2 separate regions of the Sus scrofa genome follow, and region 2 is linked to region 1. Evidence: chromatin contacts called from public Hi-C data. All regions are on one chromosome and are shown on one strand. Each heading gives the region's core, a stretch centred on a gene start, on an enhancer-like site or on the middle of the called end of the contact. The rest is flanking DNA. Distances are from core to core; before and after follow the strand shown. Region 1 holds the start of CIZ1 (cip1-interacting zinc finger protein). Region 2 holds the start of SLC27A4 (long-chain fatty acid transport protein 4).

Region 1 (3,708 bases), core at 752-3,251:
ACCTCCATATGCCGCAGAAGTGGCCCTAGAAAAGGCAAAATAATAATAATAATAATAAACAAAATCCTTTGAGGAGTCCCCATTGTGGCTCAGTGGAAACAAATCTGACTAGCATCCATGAGGACGCAGGTTCGATCCCTGCCTTGCTCAGTAGGTTAAGGATCCGGCGTTGCTGAGGCTGTAGTGTAGACCGCTGGCTACAGCTTCGTTTCAACCTCTAGCCTGGGAACCTCCATATCCCGCAGGTGTGGCCTTAAAAACACAAAAATAAAAATTAAAAATATGAAAAAATCCTTTGAAATAATTCCTGAAGGCTGTGTGCCTTAGGAGGCGGACACCAATGCTTTATTTAGCTGTTCCCCAAAGTTGATTATTTTCCAGACAGCTATGATAAATCATGTTTCTGTGAGTGACTTGCTGGGTTTTGAAAAGACTTCTTTCTGATTATTTTCTTGGGCTAGATTCCTATAAGTGGGGTGACCAGATCAAGGGGCAAGGTGTTCAAGGCGTTCAAGAGTCTTGATGGAGAATTTGCAGAATGCTTTCTGGAAAGGTGAACCAACACAGGAATCCAGTGCTGGCTTCTCTACCTTTACCACCACGAACATTATTTTTAGCTTTTTGTACTTTGGCAATTTGCTAAGCTCGCCCTGTGCCAGGTGCCAGTGCTAAACGTTATGTAATAGCATCCTCACACATACAACTCTTCCCCCGGGAGGGGGTACTCATTTTACAGACGAAGAAAGGCTCAGGTCCGCCAGGGGCGCCTAGCCACAAGGCAGCGGGACCCCAATTCAATCCCGGACCCCTCCGAGGTCCCAGATAGATCTATCTGTTTGGAAGCCTGGGCGATCTTGACTTGACCCCACCCCTTCTTCCTTGGTTCTCACTGGAGCCGAGCGTTCTAATCTGGGTGGATACGATGCTGTCACACTCTCTTCTCTAGCGCTCCCTGCCCTCCATAGATAAAACCCAACTCTTCAGGCCCGTGTTCAAAGCCTGGTTGCCCTTCCGCCCAAGGCGCGAAGTCCCCTGAGTCTAGCCGCGCCCAGCCCTCCCGCCTAAGTCCAAGCAGAGTTAGGCACCTCTGTGCGGCCGCCCGGGGCGGCGGTAGAGCGGGTCCCGAGCTTTAGGGAAGCACTGGTCACATGACTGCAGTGATTGGTTGACACTCGGGTCTCCTTGGGTGGACCTCAGGTCTGCGCATCCCTAGCGCCACCATGCGCCGTGCGGCATGTGGTCTGCGCCTAAAGCAAAGTGAGCGCATTGCCTGGGGCTGTTAAGAGTTGAGGACGGCTTTGAGTAACTGCAAAGGGGAGAGAGATTGCTATTTAGTAACGCAGCTCGGTGACTCGAAGTGGGGGCCATTGGGAAGGGCGCCGGGGCGCAGGACGGAGTCGTAATTAAAGGGTCTTTGCTGGCAGCACCATTCGGGGGCAGGATGCGCGCCGGGTTTTGTTGTGGTTGTTTTAACCATTGAACTCAGCCCTCCTCACCCGCCCCCGAGTCAAATCCTAGGGGGAAAAAACAGTAACTTTCAAACCCACCTCCCATACCTTTTAGGGCAAATTCTTCTGCCCCGCTATGCCGATCGCCTTCTCGCCCGGTCTCAGTCCCCTAATGTACAGCTGCACGCCCCTCCCATCCCAGCCCCGCGCGGGGCCCTTGATCGCGGGACAGTGGCACCCGCGGGGAGGTCGGTTGGAGACGGTCCCCGCCAGACGACAGATCACTCTGGGTGGCGACGGATGGACTTTGGGCTCAGAGCAGCCCCTTCACGATGCGGAGAACGAGGGACGGAGGGTCTGCTCTGCTCAGGACCGCCTCGCAGCCCGGAACTAAGCCCTCCACTACCCAGCCGCTGGGTGAGCAGGCACCGCCCCTGCCGCGTTGCGGGTGCGCTGGGCAGGATCTCGCGACGCGGCGGGCGCCACCCGGACCTCCCGGCCTCCAGAGGGCGCTGCCTGGGCCCGGCCTGCAGACCGCCTTCGGAAGCGCCAGGCCCCGGCGGAGCTGCGGGGAGCCGGGGATCCGCGAGCCGGAGCCTCCCGGCCTGTCCGGCCTGCCCTGCCGCTGGGGCCTACGCGACCGCGGCGAGAGTGCGGGGAGGAGGCCGTGCGATTCCCGCCCTGGGAGGCGAGGGGCGCGGGCCGGGCACCGCTGGGGGGACGGCCGAAGACTTAGGGGCCCCTTGAACGGAGGCTGCGGGCTTCGCGGGCAGGTGGGGATACCGGATTTGAAGTGTAATGCTGGCTCGATCTGTAAAGGAAGGGGTTAGTGGAATGGGGGTGGGGAGTAGAGTGGAGGGAAGCCTGTCCTACTTCGTTCTTGGATGAAAGTGAAAGGTAGCGGCGGGGGTGGGGGCGGGGGCTGATGTTATTGACATAAAATGTGCGCTTGGGACGGGGTGGGCGTATCAAAGGGGTGTGAGTGGAGAGGGGCTGGCATCGGTACGCGATTGGCGCGGAGAATGGCCGAAGGGTGGGGTGGGAGGTGTATTTGTGTCGGACGCTCCTCCAGGAAGGACCGAGCGGGAGAGTTGGCGAGATAGGGGGCGGGGTCGGACGTTTGAAAGGGGGACTGTTGGAAAGATTTGGGGGAAATTGGCAGGAGGCGGGGGGGCGAACCCTTCTGCTGGTGGAATTGGAGGGGTTTTGAAAGGATGGGCCGCAAGTGTGGCCAGCTCTGGGCAGGACCGGGACAGTAGCTGTGAAACTCAGCCGCGGTATTTGAGCGCCGCGGGCTGGGAGTGGGTGACGGAGATCCGGCCTGACTCCCCCCGCCTTCCCTCAGCCACCATGTTCAACCAGCAGCAGCAGCAGCAGCTCCAGCAGTTCCAGCAGCAGCAGCAGCAGCTTCAGCAGCAACAGCTTCAGCAGCAGCAGCTACAACAGCAGCAGTTGCTGCAGCTCCAGCAGCTGCTCCAGCAGTCCCCTCCGCAGGCTCCTCTGCCCATGGCCGTCAGCCGGTGAGCTCCCACTGGAGGGGTGGGTGGCTTTAGCCCAGCCCCTCAGATGCATGCCTTGGTGCGTCCCCTCCCCCAAGACATTTCTCCCCGGAGCATCCCTGTCTGAGTCCTGGAGGCCCCTACTCCCCACCCCAAGGGGATCCTCTGTCTGCTGTAGAGGCAGGCAGAGAATGGAGGAGAGGGATCTCAGGGAGGAGGGAGGATCTGACTCTCCCAGTAACCGTCTGACTCCTGCTCTCAACACCCAGGGGGCTCCCCCAGCAGCAACCACAGCAGCAGCTCCTGAATCTCCAGGGCACCAGCTCCGCCTCCCTCCTCAACGGCTCTGTGCTGCAGAGAGCTTTGCTTCTGCAGCAGTTGCAAGGTACGGCCGCCGGCCCTGTCTCTCTCCATCCTAAGGGTAGCTCCTCAACAGCATTCAATGTCAAGTCCACACGGCAACCCTGAGAGGGAGCTACTGTCAGGGTCCTAGTGATGAGGACACTGAGGCTCTAGGAGGTGGAAGTCCCTCAGTTGCTCAGCTGAATGCAGGTCTGTCTGATCACGGCAGTGTGCCCTTGGCCATGGTGCCAGCTCCGTGGGCGCTACTCAGCACACTTTGCTGACATGCACATTAGAAGATGATGGGTGGAAAGGTCTATTTTGACCACCCTCCTTCGCATCTTGTTTGGCAGATGAGGAAGCTGAGGTTCAGAGAAGGAAAGTCATTTGCCCTGGGTCACACAGCATCAGCAGTGGTT
Region 2 (3,968 bases), core at 491-2,990, 130 kb before region 1:
GGCATGGGACTTGAGGTGAGGAGTTTCAGAGCTGAGAGGCAGAGGCTGGTTTCTAGCCTCCTAATCTCTTCTCTGCTTATGATTCTATGACTCTTTCAATGACCTTAGTTTTTGTTTGTCTTTTTAGGGCCATACCCACGGCGTATGGAAGGTCCCAGGCTAGGGGCCCAATCGGAGCTGTAGCAGCTGGACTACGCCACAGCCACAGCAAGGTGGGATCCAAGCCTCGTTGTGACTTACACCACAGCTCACGGAAACACCAGATCCTTAATCACACTGATGGAGGCCAGGGATCGAACCACTGTCCTTACGGATACTAGTCAGGTTGGTTACTGCTGAGCCACAAATGGGAACTCCACTAGTCAGATTCTTAATCCGAGGAGCCACACGGGAACTCCTCTGAATGACCTTGGGCAAGTCCCTTCCCCACTTTGGTTCTCAGTCCTCCCCTCTGTAAAATGGGTGTGAAGAGAATTGCTCTCAGAAGCCCTTCCAGTCAAAACAGAACAGTCCACTCTCCTGACGTACAGGGTCCTAACCAAAATGGCTTAGAGTGGGAACTGACTTTAGCGCTTCTGTCTCAACTCTCCACCCAGAGACTTAGGGAGTTTGTGTGGATGATCAGGCCAAGCCACAACACCCAATCTGGAGAAGGAGCCCTGCTCAGTCCCTGCCCAAAGGCCCAGGCAGCGCCATGCCTCTGCTGGCCCACAGAGGGCGATGGAGAAAACAGGTTAGAGCCTGGAGGTGCTACCGCCCAGAGGGGAAAAGTGATACAGGGAGAGGAAGAGGGCCTTGAAGGCACCCCCACAAATACACTCAGCAAGCCACTCAGATCAATCTTTGGGAATGGGGCCTTAAGGGGAGAGGAACAGCTGGCGGGGCTAGGATTACGGCTCCTGGCGTTTTAAACACTTGCTTGAGGTGCAACCGATGCGACTGTTTTCCTTCAGGTTCTCCTATTCTTGGGGAGGGGCTGAAGGTCACGGCTATGATGTAGCCTGAGAGTCTCCAGGTCAAGATGAGGACATGAGCTCACCTGAGACCACCTCCCCCTCCTCAAAGCGAGAAGCAAAAGCCCGGCGGGGGACCGAACCAACGCCCCCAAACTCAAATGCCAAGGGTCTCCAAGGTCCTCAGTTCTCTGGGCTCCCAGAGCCCACCAGGGCAGAAGGCAAGAACTCGTCCCGGAAGGCTGGGCGATGGGACCAAGGGGAGGAAAGGGGATGCCCAGATCCCTCGGGCCTCGATCCTGGGTCACTGTGGACCGCCCTGGCCTCTAAAAAGCCAGGGGAGTAGCAGAATGCCCAGCTGGAGACAGAGCACCAGGGCGCGTCCCCGACCCAGGCGGGTACCGCCACCTCTCCAGGACTCGGCCGGGCACATTCCCCAGCCCGAGGACCCACTCACTGCCCTGACCTGTACTCACCTGATGTCGGCTCCGCCAGTCCAGATGCAGCTCTGCTGTGGTAGCAGAGTGGGGAGCGCGGGGGGCATCAGCTGCGCCCGGGCGCGCAGAGCCGGGTCTCAGCAGAGCTTCGCCAGCTCTGCGCCCAGCAGGGCCCGGCCACCCGGCCGGCCCCGCCCGCCTGCGGCGCTCCTCCCCCGCCTGCCTCCCGCAATCCAAACCAGCTGCGCCGGCCGGCAACACCGCCTCCCGCGCCTCGCCCACCGCGAGCAAGCCGCAGAGCTGGCGGCGCCGCCCGACCCGCCGCCCCTGCGCGAGCGACGGCCTCCGGCGGTGTCCCGCGCGGCACGCTGGGAGTTGTAGTCCGCGCCGCGCAGCCCCGCCCCGCCCGGCCGCAGAGACCCCTGGGGCGGGAAGGTGACAGGCGCACTCTGCCCGAGCCCTGACCCCTCTGTCCCCGGCGTCCCTTCGTGGGAGGAGAGCACCCCCACCGCACTGTTGGCGGAGAATCCGGAGTCCACACTCCGGAGACAGGAACAGAATTTGGCCAAGGCCCAGCGCCACACCTAGAAGAGCGGGAAAAGGGCGGTTTACAACAGAGGTGAGCTGGAGGGCAGACAGCAGTAACTGGCTCTGTGGCGCAATGGATAGCGCATTGGACTTCTAGCCAACCCAAGCGTGGTGATTCAAAGGTTGTGGGTTCGAGTCCCACCAGAGTCGAGGTTTTGACAGCTCCTTTCAAAGGACATTTCCTCTTTGAAATTTTGTGGCCTCCCAGGCCCTAAGGTTCAGGAGACCCACACAATCGTTCCTGCAGACCTGAGGCTGACACTTCTGCTTCTGGGACAGCAATAAAGTTGGGCGTTGGGATTCCTGCACAGGAAGCCTTTCCTTTCGTTGATATCCTGAAAGCAATGTGGCACACCTGCTGGTACAAAGGGCACGGCGCCTTGAGACTAGTACATATCTTTGGCCTCTGGTCGGTCCGGACCCTGCAGCAAATCAGTCTCTAAGCAGCCTCTGACCACAGTTTCCATACCACCTGCCCAGCCCCAGGCCATCTGCCAGCTTCCCAGCTCTATGTCACTCTGGGCTTCTGAAAACTTGGTGCCTTGATAATCAAACGTGTTGAGCATCCACAGTTGCTACCTGTCCTTAAATAGAGCCCTTACTCCCATAATCCAGTAGGAGTCCTTAAAAGCAAGGAAGGACAGTTTTCAGGGTATATTTATAGGCGTTGAAAGCGAAAATTTGGTCTGACAAGTATTTGAACCCATTTCGTCCAGAGTACAGGCTGCCTCCTTTTGGGGGAACTCACTAAATTAAAGCACCACCTCCCTCCCCCGTTGCATCCAGGAGGTATGAGGTGCAGTGGTTCTGGGTGTGGACATTGGCATCCAAGGGGCTTGGGTCAACTCTGCAGTGGAAAATTCAGAGTCTGGGGTTCCCACTGTTACTCAGCAGAAACGAACCTGACTAGTATCCATGAGGACATGGGTTGGATCCCTGGCCTTGCTAAGTGGCTTAAGGATCTGACGTTGCCGAGAACCGTGGTATAGGTCACAGACACGGCTCGGATTCTGCGTTGCTGCGGCTGTGGTGTAGGCTGGTAGCTACAGCTCCGAATCAGCTCCTAAACTGGGAACATCCATATGGTGCAGATGCAGCCCTAAAATCACCAAAAAAAAAAAAAAGAAAAGAAAAGAAAAAAGAAAATTGTCTCCATTTCTTATACAGAAAAATGAGGACGGGAGTTCCCGTTGTGGCACAGCAGAAACGAATCTGACTAGGAACCATGAGGTTGCGGGTTCGATCCCTGGCTTTGTTCAGTGGGTTAAGGATCCAGTGTTGTTGTGGGCTTTGGTGTAGGTCACAGATGCGGCTGGGATCTGGCATTGCTGTGGCTGTGGTGTAGGCCGGCAGCAACAGCTCCAATTAGACCCCTAGCCTGGGAACCTCCATGTGCTATGGGTGCGGCCATCAAAAGACAAAAAAAAAAAAAAAAAAAAAAGAGAGAGAGAAAAAAAATGAGGATGTACTAATAGTGTTTGCCTCACAGGGTTGGTGTGGCGAGTCACTGGGAGTATTTCAATAAGCGCTTGATGTTTCTATTACTGTGGCTTACAGGTCCATTGACCACAAAGCACATACAAAATCTAGACATGATTACATCTGATTGCACCCACATGGCTTAGCAAATAATAGAAGCTTGATAAATGTTTGTTGAGTGAATGACAGGCAGAGTGAATTGGAAGCTCTGACCCTATCCACCCCAGGAACCTTCGCATGATCAGTGCTCTCTGTCAACTGCTCAGGTCACATGCAAAGTGGACAAGTGAGAATTTGGAGGAAGAGGCAGTGGTGATGAGCCCTGCCTCCCACCCCCACTCTCCTCCACCCTGGTCACCTCGGTGAGGGCAAAGCTGTACCCCACCAGACATGGGGCCTGGCCTGATGGGGAGAGATGCAAGGAGACCTAGAGAGATGAGACAATCTGCCTTCAAGTTGCTGAGAGTCTAGCTGAGCCCACAGAGAGGGTGGGTGGAGATTAGATCCCTGG

What was found. Hi-C and Micro-C count contacts between places; a contact is called where the count stands out from the background.
Region 2: a contact with region 1 is called in a Hi-C map of embryonic fibroblasts, with 2.0 times the contacts expected there. The contact joins the promoter of SLC27A4 here to the promoter of CIZ1 in region 1. A contact is called at or near these places in 4 of 47 Hi-C or Micro-C datasets (embryonic fibroblasts, liver, mesenteric adipose tissue and 1 more) and 1 of 2 datasets of contacts at active chromatin or transcription factors (alveolar macrophages).

The regions. Positions count from the first base shown.
Region 1 is chr1:268,640,357-268,644,064 of Sscrofa11.1, reverse strand. It overlaps CIZ1 (cip1-interacting zinc finger protein), which reads left to right and starts at 2,001. Exons shown (of 19, transcript XM_013993898.2): 1 at 2,001-2,221; 2 at 2,794-2,968; 3 at 3,217-3,332. The coding sequence starts at 2,799.
Region 2 is chr1:268,771,564-268,775,531 of Sscrofa11.1, reverse strand. SLC27A4 (long-chain fatty acid transport protein 4) reads right to left here and starts at 1,740. Exons shown (of 12, transcript XM_021069619.1): 1 at 1,430-1,740. It overlaps TRNAR-UCU (a tRNA gene), which reads left to right and starts at 2,038; the gene lies at 2,038-2,128.